Linked DNA regions of Macaca mulatta: region 1 is linked to region 2. The links are chromatin contacts, called in public Hi-C maps. All regions are on one chromosome and are shown on one strand. The core of a region is the stretch at or near the end of the contact, and the rest is flanking DNA. Distances in the headings are between cores, read along the strand shown.

Region 1 (6,674 bases), core at 2,913-5,412, 620 kb after region 2:
CAAGTAGCTAGAGGAAAAAGAAACCAAAGTGAAATAAATCAATACATCTAGGTGAATAAATAAGGTTCTTCATAGCAAAGATATAAACTGGACTTGAATGAAAAAGTAATCAAAATTTTATAAATGCAAGATGCAAAACATTTCAAAGCTTTCAAAGGTAAGAAATAAGACAATAATGCTTATTATAATCATTAAAAATAATAATATAAGGTAAACAGTATATTTGGTGAAAGAGAGTTCCATTACAAGTTCCCAATTTCTTCAATCAGTGGCAGAGTTAGGAAAATCAAGGTAAGTATTTGCAACTAAACACCTTCTCAAGTTAATTACTACAATATTGCATGTATTTAAGTTAGAGTAAGCTTTTTTTAGTTGACATATGATCAAATTCAATACTAAATAAACAAACTTACTGCCTTTAACTTAAACATAACTTGAAATAGGGTTTTAGAGCAACACATGTAATTGCAAATTATTAAGGCCAGGTGATTGAAACATAATTACAGTAGTGATGAGATATTTGTGAAGAGATAAACAGTTCCACTGTATTTGACTTATCTTGGCTCTGCAAGTTTAAACTCCAGATCTGTTGTTAACCTCAGGAGGAAAAAAAACTTGAAAAAAAAATTTAGTTAATAACTTTAAGAATATTCTCCAACCACATGGTGAGGACTTAAAATCTAGGCAAAAATTCAGGGAATAAATCAAGTTTAACACTGATTATAACACTTATTATAATGCAGTCACTGAAGGAAGTTTTCTCCAGCAATTTTGTGTGTTTACGTATGTGTATGTGAAATGGACTTTAATTATCTAGTATCTAGTGTGTTGTAAGAAACACATAAAGAGGATTCTGAGGAGAGTAGATGTTTGATTACTAAGGAGAAAAAAAAAACAGTAGCGATTCACCAATTTACTGGATAGGCAGACAATTTTATAACTATCATATCTGAACTAGCTTCAAATTTCACCTAGCTTTCTTCGCAACTCCAGAACAATTTTTCTGACCTGATTCAAATAGATTTGGGGCAAATATTTTATATTCTGCACGACCAAGAGCTCCAATTATCTGAGTAAATGACATTTAGTGATCTTGCTTCCGCAACCCCCACTACCCCCCATCTTTACTGCCACCTGTCCATACATTTGGGCGCGCGCGCATACACACACACACACACACACACACACACACACAGAGCATTTACCCCCAAATAGTCGAAGGTTCAAAGCCCAAACACACCCATGTCCCATGGAACGAAGGGTACCTAAACACGGAAAAGAATTTCTGGCTAGGTCAGGATAGGACATTTGCTGGACTGGAATTCGAATCTTTTTCTTTTCTCAGCCTTCTCGGGCACAAGGCGAGAAGTCTTTCTCCATGGAAAAAGAGCTAGCGCTTTTTCAACACAATTTCCTTCTGGTCTCCTTATTACACTTCCCTTCCACCTAAGTTTCCCTGTCTCTGCGGGGGCACACACCAACTCCGCTCCTTCTCTCAATCTTCAAACTTATTTGGAGGGCACCGAAGTTTCCGCGCAAATTTTGCGCGCAGTTCCCACGTGCCCGCTTCAGGTCTTCAACTTTCCCTATTCTCTTTCTCCCGGAATCCCACTCTGAACTTTTGCCTCTGCACTTCCTTGCAGCGAACCGTGGGGACAAAGCGGAGCTGTGAAAGGGGGTGGAATGATCATCTCTAACCCGAAACTGACAAGTTGCCCCACTCCCGCCCCCTCTCGGTAGATCCTCCCCCACTGAGCGTTCATTAGCATAAAACTGGTCTGGCTGGGGACCGGTCCCGCCGCCTCCTCGGTGCGCGCGCTCTGCTGGGCTGGGGAAGCCAAGGAACAGAGTATCAGGCCCGCTCAGCATTCCAGTGCAAAGTGTGCACCTGCTCGCTGCTTAAGCTACTAACCTTTAAGAAAAGAGAAAGAAAGAAAGAAAACACACTTTGGAGAGAAAGAGACAGAGAGAGAGATCGAGAGAGAGCGCGCTTCGTGGCTTTCCTTCCTAATCTCTCCAGTTCAGCTTCCATTGAGTCTCGGGCACTCGGTCACCTCCCCCTACCGAAGAAAACCTGCTGGTTGCCCTCGCATCTGCCCCGGGGCCACCGCACCCCTTTATTTCCTTTGCACACGCACTCACTCACACGCGGACACACGCACACATGCGCGAACACACAGACCCCTCCCCTCGACGGGCTTCCCCTCCGGGCTTCGGAGCTCAGCTCCCCGGAGCTCATCCCCCGGGATGGCCCCGGTCTCTCAGCCTCGCGGGTCATTTCCCTCCCGACCTCAAAGTGCCCTCCTTGGGTGCTGGCCCGCTCCCTCGCCTTTCCCAGCGGGCCCCTCACCCGGAGCGCGTCTCCCCGCTCCCCGAGCCCTGCGGAGCAGGTCACGACCTCTCCCCGCCCCTGGGACGGCGCTCGGCGCCACAGATCAGCCCTGTCGGTGCTGGGAAGCGGGCGGTGGAACCCAGGTCCTAGGGAGCGCACGAACGCGGACGGCAGCGCTGAGAGGGGTCTCCAGGCGCCCGCGCGCCCGGGGCAGGGGGCTATGGCTCCAGGAAAGACGCCTTCCTCCTCCGGCTCGTCCCCTCCGCCCCGAGGCTCGGCTTTTCCCGCGTCCCACAGCAGCCCATCCCCAGGACCCACTGGGCAAGGGGCGGACCGGGCCGAAGAGCGAGGTCTGGGCAGGGTGAGGTGCCAGCTTCTCAGGGGTCGGGCGCGGCTGGCGAACCCCGAGCAGGAGAGGAGAGGGCCGCGCTCGCCGGGGCGCGCGGCTCGCGGGCGCGCAGAGCGAGCGGCGCCGGGAAGGGAGCGAGGGCAGGGCGAGCAGGCGGGTGGGAAGGGGCGCGGGTGGCGGGGGCTATCCCCCGCGACTCACCTTGCGTTGGTGCAGTCATTATAGAGGGTCTCGAAGTCCTTCCTGGAGATGAGTTTGCAGCGGTTCACTCCTGGCTGGATGGCGCCCAGTCCCCTCAGGATGCGAACCTGTTCCACATTGCACACCACCGGCGTGATCTCCAGCCGCTTCAGCTTGGTGTAGACCGTGTGCAAGCCCCCCACCAAGTGCTTCAGGAACAGGTCGAAAGCCTGGGGCAGGCAGATCAGCTCGCAGCCCTCCACCGTGAAGGAAGCCACTTTGGCCCCCCTCAGATCCACCATTTTGCACTCATTATTCTGGGGGGTGTTTTCCACTGGGGACGGGGTTGAGTACACGGGTTTCCCGGGGAGGGGGCCGCAGCTGCTGCTGCTACTGCTGCTGCTGCTACTACTGCTGCTGCTGCTGCTGCTGCTACTGCTGCTGCTGCTGCTGCCGGTGTTCGCGTTGATGGGGGTGCTGGAGGCGACGCCGCCGCCAGCGCTGATGCCGCCGCCGCCGCCGCCGCCGCTGCCGTTGCTCGCGGCCGCCAGGCTGGGGTTGCAGTTGCTGCCACCGCCGCCGCCGCCACCGCCGCCTCCGTTGCCACCGCTGCCGCCGCCGCCTCCGCTGCCGCCGCCGCCGCCGCCGCCGCCGGTGGAGGTGACTGTGGCCGCCGCCGCCGCCGAAGCAATGGGCTCCGGGCGGAACAGAGTTGGCCCAGAGGACGCCGGGGGTCCGATGGAAGGAGCCGGAGACGAAGTCGCCGAGGAGGTGGAGGTGGTGGTGCCAGAGGAGGAAGCAGACGTGGAGATTGGGGGTTGAGGGGGGACCAGCTGGGTCGGAGGGATCAAAGCCGCCGGCACTGCCATGGTCACATATAAGGGGAAACAGACGGAGGAGAAGCGAGGGGAAAAGTTGCCACACACCCCCGGGAGGGGAAGGGGAAAAAAGGGGGGAGAAGGAGCGAGGGGGGCAACAACAACAACTCCAGGAGAGAACGAGAAGGAGAAAGGGAGAGAAGGGGGAGAAAAGGAGGTGAAGGTAATAAAGAGAGAGCGCAGGAGGGGCGAGCACGAGAGGCGCTCTGGAGAGAAACGCACAAAAGTGTCCCGCAAGTCGAAATGCGAGTCCTCTCCGGGGGCTGGGATCGAGGGCTGGTTTGGGGGGGGAAGGGGGGAGGGTCGGCTGTTGTTGTGTGGGTCCCGGTCTAGCACAAAGTTAAGGATGAAGGTGAAAAGGAGGAGGTTTGAAGGACTTGGGCTCTCCCTGGCAAGTACATTGATCAAAGATTGAGAGGGGAATGACAGAGAGAAAATGAGCTGAAAAGTGCAGGCTGCCGGCTGGACGAGTTGTTGTTGTCACACGGTGCAGAGGGGAGGAGCTCCGGAAACTTGAAATACCCTTTGAAGCCGCAAAAACCTCACTCACTAGTATTAACCCAAATTATCCAACCAGGAACTCGGAGCAGAGACTCCGAGAGCGCGAGACACTGGAAAGGGAGCGTGCGAGGAAGGGAGGAGGGGAGGGGGAGGATACGGAAAGAAACTGTGGGAGGGACGGAGAGGAAAAGCCAGGGACACAGAAGTGGCGATCGGAAAAGAAGAGGGAGATCATCTACTTCTCTTCTACTACTACCGTTAGATTGCATGTCTCACATTCCATTTCGTTCGCGGCGACTGGTAATTTTTTCCAAAGCTTCTTAACAATCGCCCGCCAACTTAAACAGGAGCCAGAGCGCTCCGAGCTCTCCTTCAAGGATTTAGGATCCATCTCCACGCGTTTTGGCAATGAGCTAGAAATGAAAACACAGCCCCCACTTCATAATTGTTCAGAAATTATTTTGAGGAAAATTCACATGTAAGCAAAGCGTAACGTTCTTTTGCATATGATTGTTTTATTTCTCTACTAAATTATTTATATAAAGATAGTGAAAAATTCCAGGACAGTTTTCAAGTGGTGAGAAGAAAGTCAGTCCGAAATCGCTTAAGAATAATGGAAAGCTCGGTATTCAATTCCATATTTCCTAATAGGTTGTGGAAAGAAATGCTTGACTTGATGTGGATGATTTAGAATAACTTCACTGTCGCCCCAAAAGCCAGTCAGAAATACCTGTTAAACCTAGAGATACCAAGGAGATAAGGCATCCTTGAAGATTTAGAAAGTGGAAAAAGGCTTTTCTTACCCAAAACTCTGTAATTAAATCACCTGTCTTACATAGTAACCAACTATCCTCATGTCCTTTAAGACCCAAGGCCAGCTGCTAATGTGTTTTTTGGACAACACAATAGTTATTTTTTTTTTTCATGTTTGAAAAGTGCTGCTGTAGTTTTGGAAAGTCCTTTTCAATTTGTCAGTAAATATATGTTTTGTAAATAATGAGAAGAACAAAAACAAATCTCACTAGTTGACTTGTAAAGACGAGTAGCTGTGCTTAAAACAACATGAGGCTGAGTTTAGACTGGACTCTCTTCTCCTTTCCTTCCTCTTTCCTTTTCTTCTTTTTTCTAACTTGTTGCATTGAGATATTTATTCAAGGATTTTTGACTAACATATGATTTGAAAATGGGTCAAATCTATTTGCTACTCATATCTCCAAGTATCTTCAATTAGTTAGCCTTTGAACCGGTCTACACATGTTCATTAAGTTTATAAGATATGAAGCAATGCTTTAGTATTTGGCAGATTTTAAAATAAACTATTAGTAGAGGTTCACAGTGTTGGGAAATTTTATAATACAATTTTCACCATTCTGGTGTTGAAATGATCTCATTTCTCTTTATCATTTTAAGCCTTTGAACTCTGTGAATCGTAATGTCAAAAAGTGCAAGAACTGTCTACCGAGAAATAGAAATATGACACTATGGACTAATTAGTGTATGATTTTACTAAACTTTTTGGGACATAGCAGTTAAATCAGGAGGCTTTCCTGGGAGATGAGAATTCAGAAAATCGATTGTTGCAGAAAAGTCCATGAACTGCCGCAAGGACAACTAAAGTTTACACAGTTGTTTGGCCTGGTTAACCAATGCATTGTAATACATTCAGAAATATTTTTTATTAATGTTTTAGTCTTCAAATTTGTTATCAGTTAAAAGTAGGAATTCAATATATATCGCATTTATCAAAACACTTCCTTAAGTGTTTTTGCATGTTTTAGAAAATATTACTTTTTTAAGACATGCCAAATTACTATGTTAATGAGGGGAGGGGAGGAAGAAAGTATTAAGCCCTGAAAAGCTAATTTTATTTTGGAATTCTATGCCTAACTTTAATAAATTTTGATATGGTTTTAAAAGACTAAACTATAGTTACATTAAGTTCTAGACCCACAAATGGAAAAATGGGAATTAAATGTCAAGCATCTGCCATTACCATTCTCATTTTTTACATTTCCTTAAACTATCACTCACCCAATACCTGCCACATTCAGAAGCTACAGACAGGAAGTAATGATAGCAGTCCAAGCCATAATCCCACCTTGCTTCGAAGCAAACTCCAAATTTTCTACTGTAGGGAAACCTTTGCCTTCGAGCACGTGCTCCACTCAGAAGCAGGGCTTAGAGACATTTGCCCCAACCTGAATGAGAGCTCTCGAGACTTCCTTCCCCTGACCTCAGGTCCCCTTCGATCAAACAATAGGATTAGAAAAGACATATAGCACAAATTAAAATATGTAGGAAATAAAAACCTTGACAATTTTGAAGGTTTTATCTTTTTTCTTTCCTTTTCTTTTTCTTTTTCTTTCTTTCTTTTTGAGCAATGTTGCCAATGAATAAGGCAAACAGTTATTTAACAACAGCAGATAAATCAACT
Region 2 (7,481 bases), core at 3,407-5,906:
GAACTGATGGCTGTTTGACATTCTATGATGAATGGTATGTGGTCAGCTATTTCAGATTTTTCCGTTACTAGAATTACATTTCTAATGTAAGGATGGGTTATTATTAGCTAAAGCTTTTATTTCCTGGGATTAGGTAAAATGAAAAAGGTTATTTCTGTTGATACACCCCATTTCACACTGCAATGCAACTATTCAACTGTAAAACGTACTTAGATTTCTATTTGAATGGTCAAGGAATGGCTGATTATGTGTTATGGCCCTTTAAAGGGCCAGTGTTACTAATAGTCAAAACAAAGTTATTCATTCAATAATTTCATGGTCTTAAGGGCTATTTAAATTTTCTTTCTCAAAATTTTTGTGCGATAGTATAGAAAGACTTTAAGACATTTAGAAAATATGTAAAATAGCAACACTATATTGCCTTTAATGTCAAATGAAGTTTTAGGCTCATATCTAGAAATAATACTTGCTTACAACAATGGCTAGATATATTTTTGTTAATCAATTAGCGACCATCTATACTTAGTAATATTTATAACATTTGCTATTATTGGGCTTCACTACCTCATATTATATAGCATGTTGCTTTTCACCGTTTGAGAAAGGATACAACTGATTTAGGGAACACCTGGAAATTTTTTCACAGGAATAAAATGTAGCACTGTAGTTTATCAGGCAGATTTTTTTTTTATGACAAGAAGAGTTACTCCTCTGTGGGTGAACAGAGTTTTGGTTCTATTGCTGCCATATTTAGCACAGATAATTGGACCTGCATAATACCAATATTATTAAGGATCATCATATGCCTACTGCTGTAAATAGTGCTTATAAGAAATGAAATGTACATTTCTGAAAAAAGAAAAAAAGCTACAATTTCTCATATTATAATAATATAGACACATAGAAATCATTACTAAATCTAGCACTTCTAAAGGAAGTAGTTACGTTATTGAATAAAATGATAGCCTTGAAAAACACTTAGACAACAGGTTAAAATGCAAAACCTAAAGGGTATAATCACCGTCGTGTAAGTAGTTACTTTGAAGGTATGCCACGTTCTTATACTTGCAATTCAAGTGCTATTTTTTAAAAGTTGGGAAAAGTACATTAATATAGTTGGTAAACATAACATCAAGAAATTATTGAACAATCTTAAATTTTCTGCCAATGACAATAAAGAAAATTATTCAATAACCATTAAAATGTTTGTATAATAAATATAAAGTAAAACTCACTTGCTGCATTACTTCTCATATTCAAAATCATTAAAAATTAAATCAGGAAATACACATTGATAAAGTTTAATATGATGATAAAATGATAATTTTTTTTAACCTCATACGAAGTAAAGTATAGGAGAAAGTGAGAAACCCAAGACTTCATACACATGTGTAACATCGATGATTCTTTCCTGGCCTGTATTTTAACGCAGACCTGCCCTCTGAAAAGGGGAGTTTGTCATCAACACAGCATAGAGAAGTCTTCTCACAGGGGCAGTAACAATTATTTTTCTCATGTGCCTATCTAGTGCACTATGTATTTTTCTACTCGTGTATACACTGGAACACATTCTAGTTTCATGTAGCTATTTTGCAGATGTGCTCTTTTAGCCCATGTAGATTGAGAAAAAAAAAAATCCCTTTTTAAGAAGTGCCCACACCCCAGTCACCTGAGTCTTTCTAAGTGATGAGGAAACTGCTTTGTTTCCTTTCTCAATGTCTCCACATGAGAATTACCACCTCAGAAATCTGTGGAAGGTTTAGATCTTAGCTAATCCATGGCAGACCAGTGAGTGCTGGTTTCCTCTTCCAAAAATATTTCCAATTTTTCCCCTCCCTCCTCTACCTTTCCTCTCTCTCTCTATCTTCTTTTTCAGTAAAAATTTTGTTGGTCCCAAATTTTAAATAATGAGCATTTTCACAATATGAATACTATGTTTCCTGTTTTTTTTAATGATATGTTAATTGAGGCTTCCATGTTACTTTGAATGAGAGGCTACATCTTTAATCCTGATCTTCTTCTTCTAATCTCTTCTTTAATTGAAACTGATCCAAAAAAAAAAAAAAAACAAAAAACCTACATAGAGGCAGAGGTGGATTGGGAAATGGAATTTCTCCTTTCTTTACATAGCGTTTACTTATTCATAGATTTGGTCAAATGGTCCACCAGTCAATAGGCATATATACTGTTTGAACCCTATTTGATAGTCCTAAGGGCTGAATGAGTTCCCACTTTCCTAAAATAACATTAAGAACACCATCTCACTTCCCTTAATAATGGCGTAAAAACAAAGCTGGGTTATTCCTTTCTATGTGCTTTTTCAGAACAGAGGTTAAGGTTTTCAGGAATGAAAAACAATTAAATGGGTGTTGAGGGTTGCAGATGGAGTGATTCTGCTTTTATGTCTGTCTTTTTTTTTCTTACTTTTTAAATGAGAAGTTGTGAATATTCATAAATGGACATACATTATGTGCCTAATGGGCCTTTATCTTGCTGACTATAACCCCAGAGACAATAGACCATTATGTAACACTTTGCCTCGAGTACTGTATGAGAGGTTGTTCCACCTATGATCACTGTCCACAATTTTATGGAATCAAAATAAAGCAATCTAATAAATTAATTATTATAAATTAAAACACAATGCAATGTTTCAAACTATGTCCAATGTTGTTTTAGCTATTTGTATTACATGTTATTCTTTTGAGGCTCATACTCTCCTCCTTACAGCTACTTTAGACATGGAAGAGCAATTTAAATGCAAAATGCCTTTTTTTTTTCAAAGAGGGTGTAAGCCTACAAATGCATCATTGTGCATGGCATGTGGATGAACATTTCATAAGAATGGATAATGAGTAACGAGGTGCATCTTTTTCTCCAATAAAATTACTTATGAAATTCTGTGGCAGGCACATTCTTCTATGATTAAATAATTCCCAACGGTTCTCCACCATTTTCTTTTTAAATTTACACTTGGGTTTTATTTGCTAATGTTTTTGCTCCAGATTTCATGAAGGTCAATATTCCTCTTATCTCTTCTACAATAATGTAAAAGGTTTCTCTTGTCACTTTTTATTATTTGCTTCGATAAATAACTAATTTGGAGGATCATGATGTCCAAATATACTTTCTCTATTTTGAGAGATGCATAAACATTGAATTTTAATATCCCTACCACAAAACAAATTTTTCATTTGAGATAACAATATTTTTAAATGCATATACACTACACCTAACACCTTGATATCTATTTATCTATAATTATACTCAAAAAGTTCATGGGGACCTTCTTCACTTTGGAGGCATAGACTGAGCATGGGTATAGCAGTGTCCACTAGGGAGAGCTGCCTTACAGCACACCATAGCTATCAGCATTACCACATTTGATAATTCTCCATCACCAGTAACAGTAATGGAGAAAACAACAGTAGCTTTTCCAAAGCAGATGAGTTTGATAATAATATCTTCCCAAATCCAATATAATTATGTGATTTTATATGTGATTCACAGGTAAATAGAACTGCATAAATCATCAATTTTACACTTTGTTACCATTTTAATATGAAATGAACCATGTTCCAAACCATTCTTACTCTCTAATTCATCACTTCTCCTTGGGTGAGTAAAAGTAGTTTTATGATAATATCTCTGATTATAAGACAAAAAAAAGTTACTACATGCACTACATTAAACATTGTAAAAAGTTGGGTTATTTAAGGAAAAAACTATACACAAAGAAGAGATAATTTACCAGGACAAAGCACTGCTTTCAAACGTTAAACAATCACTCACGGGAAAACAACTACAAAATTCAATAGTTTTAATTATGATGCAAGGTCAATAAACTTCATCACAATTTTTTAAAAGGAGACTATATATTTAAAAGTTTTTACTATTGTGTCATCCATATAATTAAGTACTTTTAATCACTGATGTTAAGGAAGAGAGAAAGTTTCTATTGGATTTTGTTTGTGTTTTGGGGTCATTTAAAGCACAGCTAATTTCACTATAAAGGGGAAAGAAATAAGAAATCATTCAGATTGACTAGCACCAAAAAAAAAAAAACTCTACCTAATATGCTTATTTATACATAGCTGTTAAAACTGTAAGTGCTTAAAAAGATACTATCACTGATTGTATAATATTAAATCTTCTAAACTACAAGTGTTTAAAAATCACACCGACTTGTGACTTGAAACTGCTTTTGCTGAATATATGTATATTGTCAACCTCAATTACACATGCCTGTTGATTTGTGTACATCATTTACTAGTTATTCTTTCCTTTTTCTTTACTTTTGTTGTATTTATTTTCTTTCCACATCATCTAACTTTGGTTCCAGACTAACAATTATTTTAGTTTGTAATTGAGTTTAAAGGAACATGTTATTAAATCAGGGAATTCCATAAATATTGTTTAAAAGTTATAAATAGGTTGTCTTTGGTATTTGTCAACATAGAGTTCTTTCAATTAAAATATTTCCTGGCTACCACAGCGTGGAAGCTGCGGAAATTGGCTCCACATCCAGCTGGCTGATTCAGTAAGAAATCAGCTGGCCTCAATTTAGATTTCTTTTCTTTTAAAGCAGTGCCAAATTGAGGATTAGTACATTGTGGAGAGGGAGGCGGGCAGCTCCACCCCTGATCGGCCATTCTTCATTCCCTAGAATGGGCTTGCCCTCCCAGCCCCAGCTGTGCACTGAATTAATCTACACAGGGAGTTTCTCTATCTACACCATTTTCAACATGCTCTTCGAGGTCCTACACCACTTCTGACAAAAGTAAAATGTGGCTCTGGTGACTCTGGACTTGGGCATTTAACTGAGGCCTTAAATACAAACATGCACACACACACATTAAACACACACACATGCATATGGGGGTGGGTGGCGGTGTGGGGGGAGGAGAAGAGAGACGGTGCTTACATTGAAAATTGTGGAGACAGTCAACAGTAAACACTGAATCTTAGAAAAAAAATGAATAAGAGAATAACAGATAATAACAGGATTTATTCAGAAAACAGATCCATCTCAGGGAATTGGTGTGATTTTACTTCTCCAGAAATTGTCCTTCCAAACTAAGGGTGTGAGAATAATTTAGTTATCAACTAGAAAAGGGTAATTGAGAAGGGACACTCACACTTTTCATGACCTAACGCAAATATTTATTATTACCCTACCAGGGACCTCTTCTTCCATTCAAATCATCCAGGCTTACGTCTAGCACACCAACATTTTCATGTTCTGCATGGTACCTTCTCATGGCTCATGGGCCAATTATGAACTAATCCTGCTTTTATACCAACAAAGAAGGTCATATATATACAATTATACTGTAGGTTCCTATAACTGTGACATTTTGTAAAAAAATGCTCAGCCCTTAGAAGTATTATTGATGATATTATCTAAGAAAATTGTTCAGGGTTATGACCTCACTCAAACTGTGATCCAGCTAACCATATTTGCTTGAATTTAGCCTTGTTTTTTATAATCATCTATCTGACCATGAAAGGAATTTGCTTGTCTGAATTTTCACAAATATCTGCAAAAGCTATTATATTTATCATGAATTTAAATATTTTTAAAACTAAAGAGAGAATACAAAAGTATTTTAGCAAACAGTATGTTTTGTTTACTTCAGCTAATTTTCCTGATAGCTTGGAGTTTACATTATATAATTTGGATAAGTGGAAAGAAAACACACATGTAAAGGAGCTCTTCATTAGCTGTGCTATGAAGCTCTACAGAGATCATACCAGCAGAATTTACATCCTGACAAAAAAACTTATCACAGCAAAGATATTAACACTGAGAAACGTGACCAATGTATTTCAGGCCCTGGTCATCTGTGCCTTTACCTAGAAATAGATTTCATACATCTCCTCAATTTATTTTTTCTAACAACCGCTGGTTCTTTAGCATGATCTAGGTCCAAGGTCAACAGCTAGTGCTCGCTACCAGCGCAGCTAAGACAGAGAGTTATTTTAACTTTCAGACTTTCCTTGTGATTTTTCACAAGTTTGTAATACTAGTCCATGAAGCTATCAAATCTTCATCTATAAAAATGTATTCTGAAGCAGTTGAAAAAAACCCGAGACTGCTCTTTAAAATATCAGGTTCTGTGTATTGACTTAAAATAAAAATTACATGGAAAAACAAAAAGTGTGATGTTGGTGATATTGTTTAGGTCATATTGTGCATTTCTGCTTATCATTTCTGGCTGAAATAGAAAACCTCTATAAAAGAATTTACTTGTAAATGTAAATGTTAACCCAGTTTATACAAAAAGCATATTTGTGTGCTCTCTCTTCAGAGGTGAATTTTAAAATCCGTATTACTTTTGTGTTTTCAGAGAAAAACTAAAACAATAGCAAGAAAAAAAACAGGAAAATAAATGTATCTATGGATCAAAAAGCAATTTAGATTGCAATTGCTTCTGTAGAAATGAAATAGTTTTCAGTGCCAGATTAACAGTAGGAAAAAGTCATGTGGATCCTTGGCCACTGTTGTGGTATGAGAATGCTATGGGATCCCATAGGAAAACAAAGGGAAGTGCTTTTAATTTTTGGCCACAGTGCCTGAAAATATACAAGGAATTAGATGGAAAACACGGTGACATCAATGGTCATAAAATTGTGACCTTCATCTTGATAGAATAAGACAAATAAAAGTTTTCCCTAGCACCTGGCATTTAAACATTAAAGGAAGTTGTAAGGACAACCTATTCTTTTACAATGGACCTAAGTGTTTTCAAATATTCATGATGTTCATGCTTTTGAAACATTAAAAGCATAGTATGCTACCTTAGGAAAAAATAAAAACCCTCAGAAGCTATTCTGAACATGTATTGTTTTTACCACATTGAATTGTGGTAAAAGCATTGAGTATGTTTTGGAGGAGTACCCTTCTTGCATAGGTTTCAGTCAAATCCAAGTGGCTTCCCCCACCAGAGAGTGGTGCTCAATAAATCATTGACATCTCTCCGTCCAGAATGGAACTTCTACATGGGATTATAAAGCAGGACACCCTGGAAATGGTTTACTCTTAACTACTACTCAGTTCCTTCTTCCGTGAACTTGGGAATCCTATAGTGGGCCCCATTTTGCCTCTTTCGAAAGCTTCCTTCCTCCTCCTCTTTTCCTTAGCTCATGCTTATAGCTTTCTCATAAATTTTTGTTTTTCTCAGTTATCCAATGTCAACTTGTACTAAAAACCAAAGAACCAGAAGTGACATGAAATGGTTAAATTTGTATGCATTGATAAAATTAGAGTGACAATTTCATTCATAGATAGAATAATGTGTTTACTATAAATTGAATGTATTCATTCTATCACAATGTAGCACTTCTTTCAGCACATTTCGAAAATAATAATTAAATAAGAAGACTAGTATGCCCGGAGTCTGTGATTCCACTTTTAATCAACACTTACTTACCAAAGTTTTCCTGACTTCCCAGACTGTCAGAAAAGGGTTTTGCTGGAG

What was found. Hi-C and Micro-C count contacts between places; a contact is called where the count stands out from the background.
Region 1: a contact with region 2 is called in a Hi-C map of fetal cortex germinal zone, with 2.6 times the contacts expected there. The contact joins the promoter of DACH1 here to the enhancer-like site in region 2.

What each region holds. Positions count from the first base shown.
Region 1 is chr17:66,617,084-66,623,757 of T2T-MMU8v2.0, forward strand. DACH1 (dachshund family transcription factor 1) reads right to left here and starts at 4,163. Exons shown (of 12, transcript XM_015121170.3): 1 at 2,883-4,163. The coding sequence starts at 3,730.
Region 2 is chr17:65,991,620-65,999,100 of T2T-MMU8v2.0, forward strand. No RefSeq gene overlaps it. Among named protein-coding and RNA genes, the nearest start is that of DACH1, 630 kb to the right of the region's middle. Within about 2 kb of position 4,657, at least 8 of the 40 cell types and tissues checked have an H3K27ac peak or open chromatin away from gene starts, as enhancers often do. A contact at or near this core is called in fetal cortex germinal zone, where this site is marked.